2 separate regions of the Sus scrofa genome follow, and region 1 is linked to region 2. Evidence: chromatin contacts called from public Hi-C data. All regions are on one chromosome and are shown on one strand. The core of a region is the stretch at or near the end of the contact, and the rest is flanking DNA. Distances in the headings are between cores, read along the strand shown. Region 1 overlaps PDE7B (cAMP-specific 3',5'-cyclic phosphodiesterase 7B). Region 2 has its middle 44 kb from the start of MTFR2.

Evidence for each region. Hi-C and Micro-C count contacts between places; a contact is called where the count stands out from the background.
Region 1: a contact with region 2 is called in a Hi-C map of skeletal muscle, with 3 times the contacts expected there. The contact joins two enhancer-like sites. A contact is called at or near these places in 1 of 47 Hi-C or Micro-C datasets (skeletal muscle) and 1 of 2 datasets of contacts at active chromatin or transcription factors (skeletal muscle).

What each region holds. Positions count from the first base shown.
Region 1 is chr1:28,333,549-28,336,589 of Sscrofa11.1, forward strand. The region is part of intron 2 of PDE7B (cAMP-specific 3',5'-cyclic phosphodiesterase 7B); the gene reads right to left. Among named protein-coding and RNA genes, the nearest start is that of PDE7B, 91 kb to the right of the region's middle. Within about 2 kb of position 1,448, at least 2 of the 83 cell types and tissues checked have an H3K27ac peak or open chromatin away from gene starts, as enhancers often do. A contact at or near this core is called in skeletal muscle, where this site is marked.
Region 2 is chr1:27,951,329-27,954,433 of Sscrofa11.1, forward strand. It overlaps a transcript of MTFR2 not described here. Among named protein-coding and RNA genes, the nearest start is that of MTFR2, 44 kb to the left of the region's middle. Within about 2 kb of position 1,838, at least 4 of the 83 cell types and tissues checked have an H3K27ac peak or open chromatin away from gene starts, as enhancers often do. A contact at or near this core is called in skeletal muscle, where this site is marked.

The DNA.
Region 1 (3,041 bases), core at 198-2,697, 380 kb after region 2:
GTACAGAGAATAGTACTCCAGGGTCCACTTACTCTCAACCTATTTGTAAAACCTACTATTAGTGGCAAGTGACAGGGGCAGGGGGTGGGCTAGAGCAATGGGAAGACTTTTCTCTTAAGAGCACATTGGCAACTAATGTTATATAATTTCCTTTTACTGACCACAGAATAGCTGGTCATTATAGCTTTTAGGCACGATGCATCGCTGTTGTCATATAATACCATACACAATAGAAGTTTGCCACAAATACTGCAATGAAACTTTAAACAGTAAAATCCTAGGAAAATACTATGATTTGGAGAGCCACAGTTCAACAGGAAGGGAATGTGTGACTTTCTATGGGCATTTTGGAAGCATAATGATAATTATGGGTAATTGAACTGTGCCTTTGAGTAGAAAATTTTAAAATAAAGAATAATTAAAATACTACGCATTAACATTTTTAACCATTTCAAAATTATTTATACCAGTAACTCTATTTTATTCTTATACTTCTGGGTACAAGTATAACCATGTGCAGGTTATCTTTCATATCTCCCATCTTCCTGTTCTCCCTAACTCCTCAAATATCCAGGTTGTATGAACTGCATTCTACTCTCCTCAACACACACAGATTAAAATTTCCCTTCTGAAAAGGGATCTGAAAAGCTAAACCACACTGAAGTGTAACTGATAACAATCCTGATATCTACCTGTTTCAAAATACCAGCAACTTAAGTTTTAGAAGGATTAACTCAAAAGACTGAGTCAAAAATGCTGTGATAAAAATAATTCCTGGATAGTTTCTCCTGACTCCAGACACAATCCCTATTGGTTTCATTCTGTTGCCTCAATATGATCACGGTAGCTATAATTTCTCATTTTTCCTTATTGAAATGCCAATATACTTGGGAAGGAACAATTACTATGTCTTATTAGCCAATAATACACAGCTTAATTTATATATTTTCTTCTCTGAAAATTATTCAAAAGTGGGTTAGGGAAGAAAATGGTGAGATCAGCACCAAGAGGAAAAGGAGAGAAGTGAGATCATTATATGCCAAACATAATGCTGTATCTATAGGGTACAATGCTATGTCTATTATTTCATTCAGTTTTCACTTAAGTGGAATGATGTAGGTAATTTCTCCATTTTATACATGAGAAAATTGAGACTGAGAGAAGTAAACATACTAGTTGAAGTTCACGAGTGATAAAGATTCAAACCAAAAGATGTGTGAATTCAAAAGCCTTGCTTTTTTAAGGAGCACTGAATGAAATCTGAAGGCTGGAGGCTGACAAGCCCCATTGGAGTCCAGCAAAGCTGGCCCTGCCACTTGCCCTCAAAACTGGACTGGGAACAGATCTCCGATTTCCTGACTCCTGGCCGAGTATTCCTTCCACGAGACCACACAGAAGGCTCTTATGCAATAATCAGGATTAGGGCTTGGCTCTTTTGCCCAGCAGCCAAAGCCAATCTCCATGAGTCAAGCCAGACCTTTTACACCGGTTTGGGGCAACCAGGGGTAAGAGTCAACCTGTGCAATGCCTCTTGTGAAAATGGTAGGTGAAGGGAGCAATAGGAATTTGGCTTCCTCTTTGAACACCTTTGAAAAAGCAGCAATTAATCTTTCAAGGCAATTGTTCTCATACGTAGTGTTGAGACAGAGTGGTGTGTGTTATACTTGTGCGAGGCACAGCACAGACAACCAGTCCTCATCAGTCACGAGGTCACTGTCCTGAACAGAAGCGTAGTTGATGAGACTACAAAATCTCACCCAAAGCAGGGGGAGAGAGAACTAAATTAAACAAATCATTGCGTTTGAATTAAATCAACAGAAAGCTCAGGAAAACATCCACTTTTTATTTATTGATGTTACAAATCTCCAAAATGTACTCCAATAAATCGACTTCTTTCACGCATCCAGTGCTAACCAAATCATCTAATCAAGTGTGATTTCTATCAAGTACAAAGAGGTAAACAAAGAGGGCAAACAAAGGGGTCTTTTCACCAACTAAACAATTTTCTTGGTTTGTGGCTTTGACTTTTCCCTGGATATCTAGCCAGACGGTCCACCCTTCAAATTTTGGACCTGCCAGACTCTACAATCACATGATCCAATTCTTTTTATTTTTTTGGCTTTTTTTTTTTTTTTTTTTGGCTTTTTACCTTTTCTAAAAGGGCTGCTCCTGCGGCATATGGAGATTCCCAGGCTAGGGGTCTAATTGGAGCTGTAGCCACCAGCCTACACCAGAGCCACAGCAACTCAGGATCCGAGCCATGTCTGCGACCTACACCATAGCTCACAGCAACGCTGGATCCTCAACCCACTGAGCAAGGCCAGGGATCGAACCTGCAACCTCATGGTTTTAGTTGGACTCGTTAACCACTGTGCCACGACGGGAACTCCTTTTTTGACTTTTTTTTTGCACTTTTCTTGAGCCGCTCCCGTGGCATATGGAGGTTCCCAGGCTAGGGGTCTAATAGGAGCTGTAGCCACCGGCCTATGCCAGAGCCACAGCAATGTGGGATCCAAGCCTTGTCTGCGACCCACACCACAGCTCACGGCAACGCCAGATCCTTAACCTAAGGCCAGGTATCAAACCTGCAACCTCATGTTTCCCAGTCAGATTTGTTAACCACTGCGCCACGATGGGAACTCCACATGAACCAATTCTTTAAAATAAAATATATTTATTCTCTCTCTGTCTGTCTCTCTCTCTTGAACTGTGATAAATAACTTTTTTCATTACAACAATTCCAACAGGTGAGTATATTTTTATCATTTTTCATTTTACAGATAAGGACACTGAGTCTCAGAAGCTTAAAGAGCTTGTACAACATTATTCAATCAGTTAGTGGCCGGATGGGACTTTAAAACTCATTGCCTGCAGTCTTAACAAAGCAAAATCCTTGCTGAGATCAATGAAACTAGCTTTAAAAAATTATTTTCTCTCTTGAGAAAAATAACAAAGCTAGAGATAATATGCTCTCTGACCTCAGACTATGTTACAAAACTGCAGTAATCAAGACAGTATGGTTCTGAAACAAAAACAAGACA
Region 2 (3,105 bases), core at 588-3,087:
TGTTATGTTCTCTGGTGCTCCCAGACAGGATGAACACAAAATTACTCTGTCTCTGCACCTGGTATTCCTTTATCCTTCACACTTCAAAAGAAAACTGCCCCACCCTGGCCCCCAAAGACACTTTTTGAGACGCCTCTCAGAGGGAGGCTATTCATGGCCAACTGTTCTCATGTCATGTTGGGAAATGGGATCAGTGTCTCCTTACATCTTACTGCCACTTCTAGACTATTAGTCCTCTACCCTCATTGAGAGACCAAAAACTCTAAAAGTCATCTTGCTGGGGTTTTTTCCATGTATCACTCCTACCTCCTCCTCTCTGCCATCACAGGACAGTCCATATTCTCTATTTCAGTTACGGGAGACGCCCTAGGCTTCTCACCCCAAGTCCCGACATCATCCTGCATGATGTAACTTCAGCACGAAGTCGATAGCTCATGAGCTGTGAGGTTCTTTTTGTTCCTTATATACATTGACTTTCTCTTCCACATTCCTGAAGCTACCCACTCCCATGACCCTCCTGGGCCTGTCCTTGCATCATATTACTTTGCTTCTAAAAGAATAAGTGAATAAATGCATTAGAGCATCTGGAACAATAATGATGAGAGAGTGAAGAAGTTGAAATATGGCACAAGACTTACATTGCCATCTCCAGATGGCAGATTCCAGTGGGGTTTTTAAGACTTTTTTTTTTTTTTTCCCCTGAGACAGATATGAATTAGTAAGGAAAGAATATAGGAGAAAGAAATGAAGATGTGCTTTTGATCTTCCTTCTTGTACGACTTCTCCAGACTTTCCCTCCAAATATACAAAAATAGCCATATCTCAAACCTGAAGCAATCTGTTCCATATCAGGGGAATTCTGGAAGATATGCATGTACTCTGTGTGTGTGTGTGTGTGTGTGTGTGTGAGATTAGGATGATGCCGTGAGAGGTAAAGCATATGGTGGATGCATGAGGGGGTCAAGGTGTACTGGGCTGAATAGCAACCCCCCAGCATTCATGTCCATCTAGACCCTTGGAATGGGACTTTCCTTAGAAAAAGGATCTCGTAGATTTAATAAGATGAGATCAGACTAGATTAGGGTGGATCTTGATTCCATGATTGGTTTCTTTATAAGAAGAGAAAACAGAGAAGGGACTCAGGAAAGACTCATAGGGAAGAAGGCCATGGAAGACATAGGCAGAGATTGGAGTTACGTTGCCACAACCCAAGGAACACCAAAGATTGCTGGAAACCATCAGAAGCTAGAAGTGGCAAGAAAGGTTTCTTCCCTGGAAGGGATCAGGGCTCTGATAACACCTTGGTTTCAGGCTTCAACTTTTAAGTATGTGAGAGAATAAATTTCTATTGTTTATTTTATTTTTTAAATGCACCAGCAGCATGCAGAATTTCCTGGGCCAAGGATTGTTACTGCAGGGCTTGGGGTACCACAGCAGCAACCCCAGGCCCTGCAGTGACAATACTGGATATTTAACCTGCTGAGCCACACCAGAACTCCTAATTTCTGTTGTTTTAAGCCACAAAGTTTGTCATGATTTGTTACAGCAGCCCAAGGAAAGGAATACAGGAGGGGAGTAGTAATTTTGTTTCAGCTTGGTTAGTCTTCCTTAAATGCTTCTTTCCTTCTCATGTTAAAGAAAAATCATTACCCCGCCTCCCAGCCCAAGGCACCTTTCCATGACATTTGTACAAGACTCAAACTCTCAGGCCCACACGCAGCCCTTGTTTTTCTCATCTCGTCCTGTTCAGACGCTGGCATGGGGCCTCCGGGGTTCACTGGGTAGTTAGCACTGGGGCAATGGCCTGTGCCTGCCTGCCTGCCTCTTACATGGGTTGGTGGAGTCAGACATTCAACATTCCTTACGTGGCGTGCTTAGGGAGCGGAAACCTGCTGTTGAAGCCAAAGTTGATCAGAATGAGAAAACAACTCAAACTTCCCATTAGAGTTTAAGATAATGAAGCCTTCAGTTGCAAGATGATATTTTGGGGGGTAAGCTTTTAGTGGGATGATTAATACATTTTTAATAACCAAAGTCAGGAGAAGTGTCTAAGAAATATCTCAGACTGTGTTACATAACCTGAGGAAAGATCTGGCAGAACTTTTTGTTCTTCTCCAAGTCAGTCAGGTTAACACTTGAAAATTTGTCTGCAAGTCTAGAATATATTTTTCACTTATCCTAGTATATGGCACTCTGGGTATTTCGTTTTCATTTATATGTTATTTTTCATCAAATGTGGAGGAGAGTCCATTGAAATGTCAAGTCTGACTCTCGGGTTAGAAAGGTGCAAATAAAAATATAGCCGTGGGAAGTAGGAAGGAATAAATAACTCCAAGAACTGACCCTTCATTTTGGTCCATTAGGCTTACCTTGTTGACAACTGAAACAACACACAGGTAATTGCATACTGGGAGAAAAAGCAGGAGTCACTCATGTGTGATCTTAAGTATTTGAAACAAAGATAAAATAGGAGACTCATCTGCTGCTCCAATGCTGTTTTTTTAAAGATGAGGATTGGGATTTATCTCTGTCTTTTCTTGGATTGTGTATTACAACAGGAGACTTTTATTAGCTCTGCAAAGGAAGCAATTTAGTGGTGTTTCTGTACGTTTCTTTTCCATTTGGATAAAAAACAAACAAACAAAAAAAACCTAGAACTCTCTGGGCATTAAGTCCTTCTGGGGAATAATCTTTGCGCTCACCACTCAGAAGAGGAGGCTCATAAACTAGGAGGAGAAAATCTGCTGGTTTCCTCAGTCATGTTCCTAGAAACAATGTAAGTTCCCCACACAGAAATTAGCAATATTGAAAAACAACATCTGCGTGCCAAGTATTGAGACACAATTATTGTTCCAACTGGAATTTTTTTGGATTTAAATGTTAACCTATTGTTCTGATATGATTTTCAATTTATCAATCAAAAATGCGTTCTTCCGTTAAGAAATATTTGTTTTGCACCTCTTATACTATACATTATGGAGAAAATATGAAAAAAGGTAGTATTCTTGTTATCAGTGAACTTACGGATCAGGGGTCAAGGGAGATGGTGGTTTTTGCTAATACTTACTGAGTGCTTTCTGTCTGTCAGGCACTGTTCCAAGTGCT